4 separate regions of the Mus musculus genome follow, and all the other regions are linked to region 3. A link is a contact called in public Hi-C and HiChIP or PLAC-seq data. All regions are on one chromosome and are shown on one strand. The core of a region is the stretch at or near the end of the contact, and the rest is flanking DNA. Distances in the headings are between cores, read along the strand shown. Region 1 has its middle 6.3 kb from the start of Gm51477. Region 2 overlaps Gm30912 (a long non-coding RNA gene). Region 3 holds the start of Zfp536 (zinc finger protein 536). Region 4 has its middle 36 kb from the start of Gm51477.

Region 1 (3,168 bases), core at 108-2,607, 340 kb after region 3:
TAGGTGACAAGGAAGGGCCCTCAGGATGCTGATGGTAGGATAATCACTGTGCTGACATCACCCAGTATTTCCTCATTAGGTGTTCATCAGATCAAAGCACCCGATACAAACAGCCTCGAGGAGGAAGAGGAGGGGTTTGGGCTCCTGAGTTCAGAGGGTTCATTATACAGCCCTATGCTGGGACAGAACATCATGGCTGGAGGTTCTTCATCATGGACTAGGCTCAGAGAAAAGGAACACTGAAACCCAGCTGCTTCTTCCCTTCCACCCTTTTATTCCAGCAGGGATGCCAACCCATGGGCTATACTGTCTCAGTTCAGGGTAGGTTCTTTCCAATCAGTTACCCTCCTCAGAACTCTGTAGTGCTCTGAACAGTCAAATTGACCGTGAAGCTGAACTACAAGCTCAGATGGCGTCCCGTGTGTCCTGCCCCAGGAGCACTCGGATGCTTCTGTAGAGTTACCAGCTGGCCAGTGACCCCCAGCCCACTCCTCCCTCGTGAAATGGAGACTTTCCTAAACAGTAGACAAACAAAGTGAACCCAGAGGTGGTAGCAAGGCCTGGCAGAGTAAAACCCACTAGTCTAGTCTTCAGTGAGGCCAGTCTTGGCTCTGACCCTACAGTCTTTATCTCCCCCGTTCCCCTTGCACCCACCTCACTTCTTGGCGGCCAAGAACTAAAAAAATAAAAAATAAAATAAAATAATAATAAAGGATGTTGGAAACAAGGTGGGTCCCAACTTTCAATGACCCCTTGGGATGTCAAAGCCCATATCTTTGGTCTTGAGAGCTGATGTGTTCCTATGCTGTTGGCCCTCTGATAACTCGGAAGGAATGCCAAAGTTAGATAGGTTGAAGCTTTCAAAGCCGAATTGCCCAGGCTCTGGGAAGGAAGAAGAAGGCAGGGTATTTAGAAAGAGGTGGTGAAGGAGGGTAAGGATGGGGGGGGGGAGCAGAAAGAAGAGACAGAGGAAGTGGCTAGATTTAATGGGATCATCAAGTGTCTTTGAAGAAGAGCCAGCCCAGTTTGACCCTGCCATTTACTAAAACAAATAGGTGGTCAGGGTGAAGCCACGGTGAGAAGGTGAGCTGCATTTTGTAGAACGCATCAAATAACAGCCTGGACTGTTCTGTTTCCTGGGAAGGTCTATCTCTTAAACGTCCATCCCACGATGCCCAATGGCTGCCCTACCCACACCTCATCATCCCCACTGTTATCCCTTGACCCAGCTGCCAGCATCTGTGACAGACACCTGACAGGAAGCCAGGTGCTCTGCACACTCCCTCTTGTGTACCTTCTGGGGACAGCTGCAAAAAGTGGGTCTTTTATCTAGTGTCTCAGCGGCTGCCTTCAGTATGATGGCTGGTGAGATGCAAGATCAGGCTGCAGGGTCCCCCACCCCCCACTCTCAGCCTCCTCAGGCTTACCCTGCCCGCTTCCTTCCTCGTTCCTTTCCTCCCTCACTGGCTGCCGGCTTCCTTGTATAACCAGTAACAAATTGCTGGACTCTCCACATGGCATTGACTATGACGGATTAAATGGCTGATTTGACCAGATCATTAGGCCTCTGTCCCCAGGACGCCAGTGGAGCCTGCTGAAAAGAAGCAGGGGTACACTCAGGGCTTTCAAGCTTCGTGATCCTGCGTCCCTTGAAGGGGGCATTAAGCTGATCTGTCCTTCATTCTTTTTTTCCCCTGACTCTTCCGAAAAGAGACACCATGCCTCGGAATTTATATCTATCTAGTGAAACCAAAGTGGAGCTGGCCTGGCTCATAGAAGCAGAGAGGAGGGCCTGGTGTAGGAATGAGAGATGGGACCACAGGCATGCCCTAACTGCTTCCAGAAATCCTCTTCGGCTGACATTCCATGCTGTACCCCAGAAGCAGCTTACAGAATGCCCAGCATTTCTGGTGGCCTGCTGGTCCTCCAAGAGGAGGCTGTGCCTTACAAGATGCTATCTGCTTGGGCTGGAACATCCCAGGGCACAGCCTATATGCAGGTCTCAGAGAGGGTGGCCAAGAAGCCAGAGCCCTGAGTCTCCATGGAAAAGGACAAGGCCATCAGGAGACTTTGGTCTATCTGGCTTCTGTGTTTGAGCCTCTGTGGTTTGATCTCTGATCTTAGTTTCTTCATGGGTAAAGGAGACACTGGGTTCTGCCCCATTACCTTGAATTCCTGGGGATTTGGGGGTAGTGATAGCATTCTGCATTCTAAGACCAACTGTGGTTAGTTGTCCCTCCTACGTCAGCCTACCATCTGCCCTTCCTAAGTGGTTTTCCTAGATGGTTCTTGGAGGATTCTCAGTATGCAGGGCATCATCGACTTACCTATTGCTGGTGGGGCATGTCTTCCCTACATAGCCCCTGTATCCAAACTCCTTGAGGAGTCCAGCTATGTCTTCACAATTGACATGATTCTTTGTAAAAGGTATTGCCCAGAAAGAATAGTCGCCCAAGGCTCAGGAGATGGAGAAAGACAGAATGAGATTTTATGTAAAGGAAAGATGGGATGAAGAGAGGGAGGGGCCATCTCCACAGGCCACCCCATCCCAGTCCCTGCTTCAGGGCTTAGAGCATCCCAGAGAGATTTGTGCCCTTCTGTGACCATGAGCTCTTGCCTCCCAGGACCAAAGCAAAGATCATCTGTGGAACATACTGCTCTTCCTTCGTACAGACCTAATGCTGCCGAGCTATTTTAGGCAACCATTTAAATAAAAGCCCGTTTGACTGAAAAGCACAATATATTACAAAGAATGAAGGGAAAATAGGAAAGCCTGGAAAGGAATAGGAGAAAAGAGAGGCAGACAGACAAACAGACAGAGGGGGGAGGGGGAGAGAGAGAGAGAGGGAGAGAGGAAAATGCAAGCCATTCATTTTTCCTTTGTACTTCGTAATAAAAGAAACTCTCTGGCTGCTTCAAGTGACACATTAAAGGATGTATGTATCGTGGCTTTTAAAAACACAATTAGATAACACCTTGTCAAATACTTATATTCTTTGTTGACAGCCCGGAGCGCAGTCACAATCGCGGCACAGCCATGGGGGCAGGTGTCTCCCTGTGACACGCTGGCAGCCGAGTCAGCCATTTCTCAGAAACGCTAGTGTTTACCACTTTAATCATCAATCCGCATCTAGTCACAACAATAAGTCAGAAGGAGCATTAAATTAT
Region 2 (3,026 bases), core at 175-2,674, 370 kb before region 3:
CCCAGCCCTGTGGATCTTTTTAGAAGACAGCCACCCTGGTGCCAGCCTGAGAGAGTCCTCATTCCAGGTAGCCTATTCTAAGCATCAGAAGAAACAAACACCTCTTCCTGGTCCTCAGGCCTGTGGACAGTCTTCTCGCAGACCAAGCACTGGTAGATATGAGCTGTGTCCTGTTTGTTACTCTTTCCTATTACTTTGGGTACAACTTAAACCTTCCTATCCAGGTTCCCAACAGGACCCTCATTTTGTAAAAATTAAAATTAGGTAATGAACTGAACATGACAGCATACACTCATAATCCTAGGATTTAGGAGGCTGAGGCAGATAAAGTATGAGTTTGAGGTCACCGTGGGCTACATAGTGAGGACCCCCCAACACACACACACACTTCTCTGTTTTTTGAAAGAATCTCTGCCCCACTCCTTATTTTAGACCCAAAGAGCCCTTGCTATTTCCCTAGGCCCGGGCTGAGATTCAAGAAAGACAAAGAAACATAAGCTGAGTTTGAAAACACAGAGCCCGTGGGAGCCAAGGTGTTTGGTGGTGGTGGTGGGGGAGGGGGGATCTTGTGCTCTGAGAATAAGTGCCAGGGCAGACCAGAGCAGGCTCAGTTCTTGAATACTACCGCATTTCTTGCTGTGCGGCCCCGAGCAGGTTATTTTACCACTTGCTACCTCAGTCTCCTTTTCTGCACAATGGACCTGGAGTCCCTCTCTGGGACAAGACAGCATGTGAAGAGTTAGGCTTAGAAACTACACAGTGGTTCTCAACGTCGGGGTTGCAACCCTTTGGGGGCAGGGGGGTCAAACAACCTTTTCCCAGGGGTCACATATCAGATATCTTACATATCAGATATTTACATTACGAGTCATAACAATAGCAAAATTACAGTTATGAAGTAACAATGAATATAATTTTACAGTTGGCACTGGGGGCCACTACACGAGGAGCTGTATTAAAGGGTCGCAGCATTGGGAAGGCTGAGAATCCCCGAGTGAGCTAGAATGTCAAATCTTTTTACTTCTCAGCCCTGGCATCATTACTGGGCTGAGTCTTAACAACAGGGACCAGAACTTGCCTGGTAGCAAGAAGGGGACACGGGTTAAAGAAGGTCTGAGTGGGCAGAGTTCCGGGAGCAGGAGCGGGGCTGCGTTTCCAACCTGGGCTGTATCAGACACGGGGAGAAGGGTACACCGCCCCACACTGGCAATGTTGCTTAGAGGGAGGAATCTGCTGCCTGCTAAGTCTTTACAACAAGAAAACTCATCTTGCTTCCGTGCTCAGCAGTGAGTAAAAACACAAATCTTTAACGTGTTAGAAAACAGCCTGCAATTTGAATCTCAGCTCTTCCTCCATCTGTGGCAGTTTGCACTGGTTTTTTTAGAGTGTCAGAATGCCTCGCCTCGGCACCAGCCTGCTGCAGACACCATCCACTGGGGAGACGCCTCCCCCAGGGCTCTGAGGAATCCTATTTCAGACACCGTAACACAGCCCCAGCCCCAGCCCCACACTGCAGAATGCCAGGATGTTCCCCCTAAGCTCTGTATGAGGGAGCCCCGGATTTGTGGTGCCTGGAGATGAGAGCGCTACCCTCATACCAAGCCATCTTAGGGAGATGAGCTGATGAGTTTGTTAAAGAGAACTATTTCAGAAGTAGGGTAGGACTACTCTGGGGCACAGTGGTACAGACCTATAATCTCCACTCCTGGGAGGCTGAAGCAGGAGGGTCATAGATCCAAGGTCATTCTGGGCTACAATGTAAGTTCAAGGCCAACCAGGGCAACTTGATGAGAGCCTGTCAAAAAAAATAAAATGTTTTTAAAAGGGACCTAGAGCTCAGCAGAAGAACACTTGCCTAGTGAAAAAGGCTTTATTAAGACACACTATCTTCTAATTTTTCTTTTTAAATTGTGTATATGTGATGGGTCTCTGTGTGTGTGTGTGAGGAGCCAGAGGTACAGGATCCCTTTGGAGCTAGAGTTACAGGAGGTCACAAGCTGCCAGACATGAGTGCTGAGATCCGAACTCAGGCCCCCGGGAGAGCAGTGCGCTCTCCTAACCTCTCGGCCATCTCTATGACCCTACAGCATCTCATCTTTATTGCTAACATTTGGAGGATTAAACATAACCCTCGTGAGCCTGCAGTGTGCCCCAAGGGGACCTCAGTTCAGCACCCTGGAGATGCATGGCTGGGCCTTCTAGAACATTCTGGGTCAGCCCATCCCAGTCTTCTACCCCCTCAAGAGCACCAGAACTGACAACTGCATCCTTGGGAAATTTGTGCCACTCCAGAGCTTTTTCAAATGACAACGAATCAAACAGGGGGAAAAAATAGCAATATTTTATAAGTTTTAAAATGCTATTTTAACACAAATCCCAGAGCAACTATAGCATAAATCAACAGACACCCAAAAGTATGTTTGTACAAGAAATGTAATAAGCTGGTATGAAAAACAGTGTCAACTGGTACAGATGGCAGAAAAAGCCAATATTCAAATGTATGCTGTTTTACTAACACATTAAAGATCAACATTTTGCTACCTGCTGCTCATGATAGCAAGATTAAAAAAACACACAACACACACATACACTCCCGAGTAATGTTATAACCCAGAGAATGAAGATTCTTAAAGAAATTGTCACATTCTTTCTATACTTCATCTGTTGGCTTTAAGGCTTTCTCCATTGAGAGAGACATTTGCATCTGAAAATGCCGCCCCTCTCCTATCTGCCTGGTGTTTGAGAACACTAAGGAGAAGGTGGGGAGATCAGAGCTTTGGTCCCTAAAGGTCCCCTCTAGCCTGGGATTGGGAATAGTATCACCCCACACACATGCATAGTGCCACCCTGTAAATAGCACTTGACAGGTTTCGGGATACTTACTCAAGCACTGTAACACTAGGGACCCCCAAGAGCCCTACGAGGTAGCAAGCCAGGAAACCTTAGATGCACGCAATAGCTGGCACAGAGGCTCAGAGATGAGAGGCAATGGCCAGAGCTTGCAGGATCTACAGGGAGCACACAAG
Region 3 (3,148 bases), core at 505-3,004:
GGCCACTGGGGGGTGGTCCTGGGAAGAGCAAGATTTTTTTTTCCTGCGGGCGGGGGGGCGGGGGCTCATCCTCAGCCCAACCCAAGGCTGGAGCGAGAATGAACGTCGCTAATAAGCCTTTCTGTTTGCTTCAAGGCATTTTTATTTTAAATTTGAAGATGAATTAAGGAAAACAGTCGTAGGCGGGACTTGAGATGTATTTTAGGCAAAAATATAATAATATAAAAATAAAAATAAAAAGAGGGTTTTCTTTGAGAAGTAGAAGTGTCCAGATCTCGATGCTCCCATCTGTTGCAATTTTGCAAACAATTACAATATAGATTATCTCCACATACATGAAGGTATGAGAAGTGAGGGAAGGTGGAAATTAGCGCTGTGGAAGTTAGAGAGAGAAAAGGAGAGAGAGAGAGAGAGAGAGAGAGAGAGAGAGAGAGAGAGAGAGAGAGAGAGACCAACTCTTCGGAGAAAATTCCCCGCAAGGTTTCTCTAGGGACAGGTGGAAAGTTAAGTGGCCCCCATTTTTCACTCCCGGTTTGTGAGTCCTTCCTGTTTGTCCGCCTCTTGGTGAGCGCACACTCAAGTCCCCGAGTTCTTTCCTGGAAGGATGCAAGCCTGGAAGGCTGGGGTCGGTGCGGGCAGAAGCCAGGGGCTGGGGCCTGGGAGGAGCAGGGCGGGGTCCCGGCCTGGCGCGCGGGTGGCAGCGGTGGCCGGGTTTTGTTTGCAGGATATTGTTTTGTCTAACGGGTGCCTCGCAGGAGACGTGATTCGTCAGCCGCCTTAGTTTTCACTTGAGCGGAAAATAACGGCGGCTACGTGCGGTCCCTGCCTGCGGGGCTCGAGCGCGCTGTGCGTGTGCATCCTCTGAGGTGCGCGCGGGTGGGCGGCCCGGGGCACCGGCTTTAGGACTAGCGGGCTAGCAGGGTGAGTGCGCGCCGAGCTGGCCTTGGGTTCCTCCTGCGCTTCTCTGGGCAGTCGCCGCCGCCGCTCTGCAGTTTAGCAGAAATCCGACAGGGGCCGCGTTTGCTGAGCGCATCCGGCCGGCTGCAGCCGGAGCGGGGCCGTGGGGCCAGGCCTCTCGGTGTAGACGTTGGGAGGGGGCCGGTGGGTAGTGGTGGGGGCAGTAGACTGGGAGGGGCGCGGGAAATGATCTTGGCCGGAGCGAGCACAGCTCCCCTGTCCCTGCTGTCCCCTCGTGTCCACCGCGAGTTGGGCATCCCCGCGCGCCGGGGCCTTGGCTTTTCCCCCACGGTCCCTAGGTCTCCAGGCAGGGCTTAGGTGAACTTGGGGTGGGGTGTGCTTGCTCATATGTGTGCGTGCGTGTGTACGTGTGTGTAGAAAGGGAGCTTAGCGTGGAGACCCTGGTTTTCTTTCTCAGTTTTTAACAACTGGATTTTGACTTTGAGACCAGCTTCGCTCACTGCTTGGGCTGGGAGGGGGGCGATCTTTCCCCATCACTCACATCTTTGTTCATTGTTCACTGAGTGCAAAGCAGGCGACTTAAAGAGAGGAAAAAGGAGGGAGAGAAAGAGAGAGGCAGAAGAGGGGGAAGAAGAGAGAAAGAAGAGGGGCGTGGGGGGCACATCAGTGTCCCCTCCTGGGTCGTGTTGGAGGGTGAAATAGTAAACCCACGCACGGAGGGTCGCCAGGAAAGTGGACATTACCGCTTTAATTAACTTCGAGATGCTCCGGCGGCGGGACCTGGCGTAGCCGTGACGCGCCCCCATAAATCTGCCGGGCCGGGGCTGCTCCAAGAACTCATACAGTAGCAGCGTCAGATTCAACGCGCGCCTCCCCCGGCCGGAGTCCATTTGCATAATTGGATTTTTTTTTTTGCCTCCTTCCTCCCTGAAACTTATTTGAAAACCCAAGTGAAAACCGCGACGACCTGCACACTCAAAAGCAAGTGCCAAGTAAGTGCCCTGCGGTGCCCTCCGCGCGCCCCGAGGTGAGGGCGCAGTGCTGGGGGCGAGTGCCCGGCCGGCTCGGGGAGAGTGTGCAGCGGGCGGGAGAATTGCATCTGCTGGGCTGGATGTTCGAGGAACTTTTTGTTTTGTTTTGTTTTTTTGCTGTTTTTTTTTTTTTTTTTAAACACAACTCCCAACCCTGTCTCTCCACTTTTCCGGCGAGGTGAGGTGACTGGGCCACGCGCATAGTTGAGGCGAGCCTGAAGAGGAGATCTTGGGGACACAGTTGAGAGTTGAGCATAGGGGTTCTTTGGGAGGGTGACGGGTCTCTGTCGCCGCCGCCACCGCCACCGTCGCTGCCGCGGCTTGGAGAGCTGAGCTGCGAGTGAGCGGGGTTGGTTGCCTGTCGCGCCGCGCCGCTGATGCAGTTTGTCGCCAAATGCCTCCCCCATTATTCTAAGGTTTGTGTCTCAGGGTGTGCGTGCGCTCGCGTGTGCGCCCCTGTGTTTTGCTGGGCTTTAAAAGGAAGAAAAGCAACCAAAACAAGAGTAGGAAGGCTTCCTTTCCAGTCTGCCTTCCCCTTCAGCGTCCTCTGTTTCTATTGCTTGAAAAAAATGGAGTGAGAGCTGTTTTGCCTAAGAGAGGGTCACCACCAACAGATTGACAATTCGGTTGGAAATGCTATCAATTCTACAGCAGAGATGTAGCTGCGGGCATGGCATGCCGGCTCCACCCTGGTCAGGGAAATGGCTTCACAATTTCAAATTGTTGAAAAAAATGCATACTATGTTATTATTAGTAGTATTATTTGCAGTGAGCAGGATGGAGGGGGAAAGTAGATTGCGTTGGAGAAGACTCCAGCTGTCTTTCCCATTTCTGGGCCTGCCTGGGAACTTGGCTGTGGGCAAGGCCCACCACCCTGCATGGCAGGGGCCTGAGACTCAGCTTCCAGCTCTGGGAGTTGCGGGGGGGGGGCACCTCCCCCCATAGCCCTTTGGCCTCTACTCTAAGAGAGCCTAGGGCTTTGGCTGAAGGCTGCTTTAGCTATGATGTCATCCTGATAGCGGTGCAAATGTCTCTTGATCTCACCATTACCCGCCTGGCTGAGTTGTTGGTAATGATAGCACTCTGCCCAGCTCCCCGACAATCAGGACACGGCGCCCTAGGAATTAGCATCCCCCACCCCAACCTGACCAACAAAGAGTCAGCTTCTGAAAGCATGGCCACTGAGCCCAGGTTTTGCA
Region 4 (3,348 bases), core at 58-2,557, 290 kb after region 3:
AATTATAATCTCCTGTTCTTGATGGGTGTGGTAGGGTGTAGGACCCAGAAAAGCAGTTGTCATTTTGGCTAAGAACTGATATTTCAGAAAGAAACAAACATTATTTTTCCCTCCTCAGTCTAGTTTTTTTCTCTCTTGCACGGAACAGTTTGCATATTGTAAGCTACAGATGACCACCAGCTTCAAGGCACATGGCCTAAAACACCCCCACCCTTTACCTCTTCTCTGCCCCACTTAAAGTAGATGTGACTCGGCAAACAGGTCCATCCAATCAACAGATAGTCTTCCTCACAGAGCCGGGCTTTGCCAAACCAATGCCTTATTCCAAGATTGCTTATCTCAGAGTTTAGGGCCTCATTTCATCTGTTAAGTAGGCCTAGAATCCTGCCCGATGCCCCTAGAAACTCTAGTGGCTGTAACTGAAGTTCTTCTGTATAAGGAAGAACTCTCTTCTCTTAAAAGTACTTGGAAAGCAATCTGTAAAAATTTGCCTGCATCATATAGACCCATACAGAACTCAGGAACCCCTCCCTCTCTTACCCACCAGCAGTCTTCTCTCCTGTTATATGTAGGACTGTGTGTTGAAAGTTGTACACCCAGGTTGATATGTTAGTTGCCGCACTGCTGCCTCCTAACTCTTAGAATGTTAGTCCTATACCCCGGGTGTTAGGTCCTGGCCTGTGTGCACTAGCCATTTATAGCTAATACATTCTGACCTGGATGCAGGAGAGCAAGCTGATGGAGAGGTTACTCCATCCATCCTCTTGGGTGATGAGTCCCATAGCACAGCCCATGTAGAAGACAAGATGATAACTTTTCAAAAGAACCTTGCTTAAAGGCTGGTATATCAGCGTGTCAGGGACTTGTTACAGATGATCCTGTGGGAGATCCTGAGTCATCTCAGAGTCAGTTGGAAGATGATTTATTAAGTTGCTATTAGAGAGGGTCAGGTCCCACTGGTCTGGTCTTGTTAAAGGACATCTTAGTCTAGCCAAAACTTTTGCTTCTGGAGGTGAGTGTCAGGATCCAGGCACGTCCCATACTCTCTTATTCTGCTGTACAGTGTAAAAAGGGCAAAGGAGTGCCACCGGAGAGCCTTGATATGTCCTTTGTATTGTTAGAGTGGATTTGACCTTGCTTTGCAATGGAATGAGCTTCTCACATCAGTATTTAAATGTGTGTGTGTGGGGGTGGGGGGTACAGAGGACTAGAGCCATGTCCATCCACTGGCAGGCAGGGGAGGCAGGCTCCTGGTACAGCTTGAGGAGCTGATGCAGGAGAGTGTGAGAGGCACAGCCGAGCTGTGTTGAGTCTGCACCTGGACATTGCTGCATAGAAATGCTAAAGACCTGGTTGCATCCCAGGAATGTGGGCACACCCCTGCCCTTCACTTTTTGAAGCTGAAGCCTCCAGCCAGAGCTGTCTGGAATTGCTGTGTTAGCTTTCTCAAATGTAGCTTTCCATGTCCTTTTCTGAATCCTCAGGGCAGGACACAGAACTCTTGTCAGGTTAAGAGGCAGGTGGGGGTTCGGGTGGGGGGATCATAACTCCTTTACCCTTAGCTCTGCCCTGGAATTGCTACCACTCAAGGAAGCCCAGTTTGGAGGCTCCATCAGCAAGCCACTGTGGTGATGAGGCCCCGTGTGCAGCAGCTCCCAGGCCAGGTGATGATCCCCTCACGGGTGGGAGGAAGCCTGAGGGAAGGCATAGATAGCTCCAATGTTCCCAATGCTTTATCCTCAGTGAACTGTGGAATGAAGGCCCACTACATTTTGCCAGGATGAGAGAGCAGAAACCTATGTCCCAACACCATGGTGGTGGCATCACAACTTTCTTACATCATGTGTCCTAAACTGTATGATGTGATGAAATACAGTGACCAAACTAAACTATCTTAAAAGGCGACTTCTGCCCCACCGTGATTTCCTTGCATGGACACTCTGAAGATACCGCTTTTTTTTTTTCCAGCTACAAAGCCTAGAATGGAAAGGTCAACAGACATCTTCTGAAGGGTCAGAGGGCAACTGTTTTCAGCTTACAAACCATGAGCACCCTCATGACTCCTCACTGCTGGGTGGCACTAAAGCTATAGACAGTGTGAGTGTGTGCCAATAAAACTTTATTAATTAAAGCAAGGGAATGACTAGAACTGGCCCACAGGCTAGAATTTCTGGCCCCTGCTTTAGTGTAAAGAGGTATGTGCTCCTGGGTTATTTCCAGAGCAGAGAGAGAGAGAGAGAGAGAGAGAGAGAGAGAGAGAGAGAGAGAGAGAGAGAGAGAGAGCACAGGGAGGTACCCCTTCCCATCTCCTCACAACACCACAGGCAAAAGAGATGGAACAGCTGTGGCTTATCTTTTACAACAGATGTTTCTCCTCCACCGACAGAAGTGCAGGGAGGAATTAAGATGGCAGACACCTAAGCGCCTGGGGCAGACGCCCCCAGATCAGATGAGTATCCAGTGGAAGGTATTACGAAGAAGCACGGGCACGGCCCAAGGCCTTTAAGTTGCCCTTGTCCCTTTAGCACTAAGGTGGTTCCAGTCTTACTTTCCAGCAGTGTGATGGAAAGTTGTGTTTCCTCATGTCACCATGCCACAGTCAGTGCACAGGAAAGTCGTCTGGAAAGACGACTGTGAAATACAAGGTCAGAGCCTCATAGGTTCCTGGAATTCACCACCTTACTGTGCTTGTCTGGACCTGCTGGCTGCTTCTCAGCTGATTATCGAGAGTTGGTCTCTGAGTGTGTGTGTGTGTGTGTGTGTGTGTGTGTGTGTGTGTGTGTGTGTGTCACAGGTGACATCCTGTAGGTAGGATCTTCTGATGATATTGGCACTCTGGGACGGCTATCCTCTGCCCTCACCTAGCGCTGTGTGTGGGTGCCATGACTGACAGAGACAGCCCCTCGGATGATAGCGCTTTCCTTCAAATCTCACAGCATCCTTTTCCCTCTCTTCCCTCTTTCTAAATTGAAGGGAGCGGGACTGCTGTGGTGTCGTTTGCTCGGCAGGATGACAGAACTGTTGTGGGGACGCCATTGTGTTTGCCAAATGGTCCACTCGTCATTTCAGAGCAAACAAATGGATGGTGTCTGGGAGTCGGCAAACACTGGTGACATTTAGCCTTGTTTATGTTCCTTGCCTTTTGCTGCATCGTTTTTTGGCTCCAAAAGCTACTGTCTGAATCAACATTGCCTCCGAAGTGGGAGCAAAGTCTGGTAGAGTTCATCTTGGTGGCTGCATCCATATTTCTCTTGGGATTGCACAAAACCAAGGAATCGCAGCCAAGTATTTTTGTTTTTGTTTTTCGTTTTGAAATCTGTGATTTCGTCCCTTTGATAATGAGATAGG

Evidence for each region. A called contact is a pair of places that touch in the nucleus more often than the background predicts. HiChIP or PLAC-seq counts read pairs in DNA pulled down with a chosen protein or histone mark.
Region 1: an H3K4me3 HiChIP or PLAC-seq map of neural tube shows a contact between it and region 3, with 6 times the contacts expected there. The contact joins the enhancer-like site here to the promoter of Zfp536 in region 3. A contact is called at or near these places in 13 of 39 promoter capture datasets (the 3T3-L1 cell line, 3T3-L1-derived adipocytes, the C10 cell line and 8 more), 3 of 484 Hi-C or Micro-C datasets (the HPC-7 cell line, cerebellar granule neurons and embryonic stem cells), 11 of 115 datasets of contacts at active chromatin or transcription factors (craniofacial prominence, embryonic basal ganglia, embryonic forebrain and 7 more) and 4 of 9 other capture datasets (adipose tissue, embryonic stem cells, liver and 1 more).
Region 2: a Hi-C map of cortical neurons shows a contact between it and region 3, with 2.3 times the contacts expected there. The contact joins the enhancer-like site here to the promoter of Zfp536 in region 3. A contact is called at or near these places in 2 of 39 promoter capture datasets (embryonic stem cells and hippocampal neurons), 11 of 484 Hi-C or Micro-C datasets (the C2C12 cell line, cerebellum, cerebral cortex and 5 more), 6 of 115 datasets of contacts at active chromatin or transcription factors (embryonic basal ganglia, embryonic forebrain, embryonic limb bud and 3 more) and 1 of 9 other capture datasets (embryonic stem cells).
Region 4: a contact with region 3 is called in an H3K27ac HiChIP or PLAC-seq map of embryonic stem cells, with 4 times the contacts expected there. The contact joins the enhancer-like site here to the promoter of Zfp536 in region 3. A contact is called at or near these places in 9 of 39 promoter capture datasets (the C10 cell line, the HPC-7 cell line, HPC-7-derived erythroid cells and 6 more), 17 of 484 Hi-C or Micro-C datasets (cardiomyocytes, cerebellum, cerebral cortex and 6 more), 25 of 115 datasets of contacts at active chromatin or transcription factors (astrocytes, cardiomyocytes, craniofacial prominence and 11 more) and 3 of 9 other capture datasets (adipose tissue, embryonic stem cells and liver).

The regions. Positions count from the first base shown.
Region 1 is chr7:37,431,535-37,434,702 of GRCm38.p6, reverse strand. It overlaps a transcript of Zfp536 not described here. Among named protein-coding and RNA genes, the nearest start is that of Gm51477, 6.3 kb to the left of the region's middle. Within about 2 kb of position 1,357, at least 6 of the 459 cell types and tissues checked have an H3K27ac peak or open chromatin away from gene starts, as enhancers often do.
Region 2 is chr7:38,138,884-38,141,909 of GRCm38.p6, reverse strand. Gm30912 (a long non-coding RNA gene) reads left to right here. Exons shown (of 3, transcript XR_391294.2): 3 at 1-40. Among named protein-coding and RNA genes, the nearest start is that of Gm30912, 3.8 kb to the left of the region's middle. Within about 2 kb of position 1,424, at least 11 of the 459 cell types and tissues checked have an H3K27ac peak or open chromatin away from gene starts, as enhancers often do. A contact at or near this core is called in cerebral cortex, cortical neurons and hippocampal neurons, where this site is marked.
Region 3 is chr7:37,768,358-37,771,505 of GRCm38.p6, reverse strand. It overlaps Zfp536 (zinc finger protein 536), which reads left to right and starts at 1,754. Exons shown (of 6, transcript NM_172385.2): 1 at 1,754-1,910.
Region 4 is chr7:37,473,595-37,476,942 of GRCm38.p6, reverse strand. It overlaps a transcript of Zfp536 not described here. Among named protein-coding and RNA genes, the nearest start is that of Gm51477, 36 kb to the right of the region's middle. Within about 2 kb of position 1,307, at least 10 of the 459 cell types and tissues checked have an H3K27ac peak or open chromatin away from gene starts, as enhancers often do. A contact at or near this core is called in differentiating embryonic stem cells, embryonic stem cells and rod photoreceptor, where this site is marked.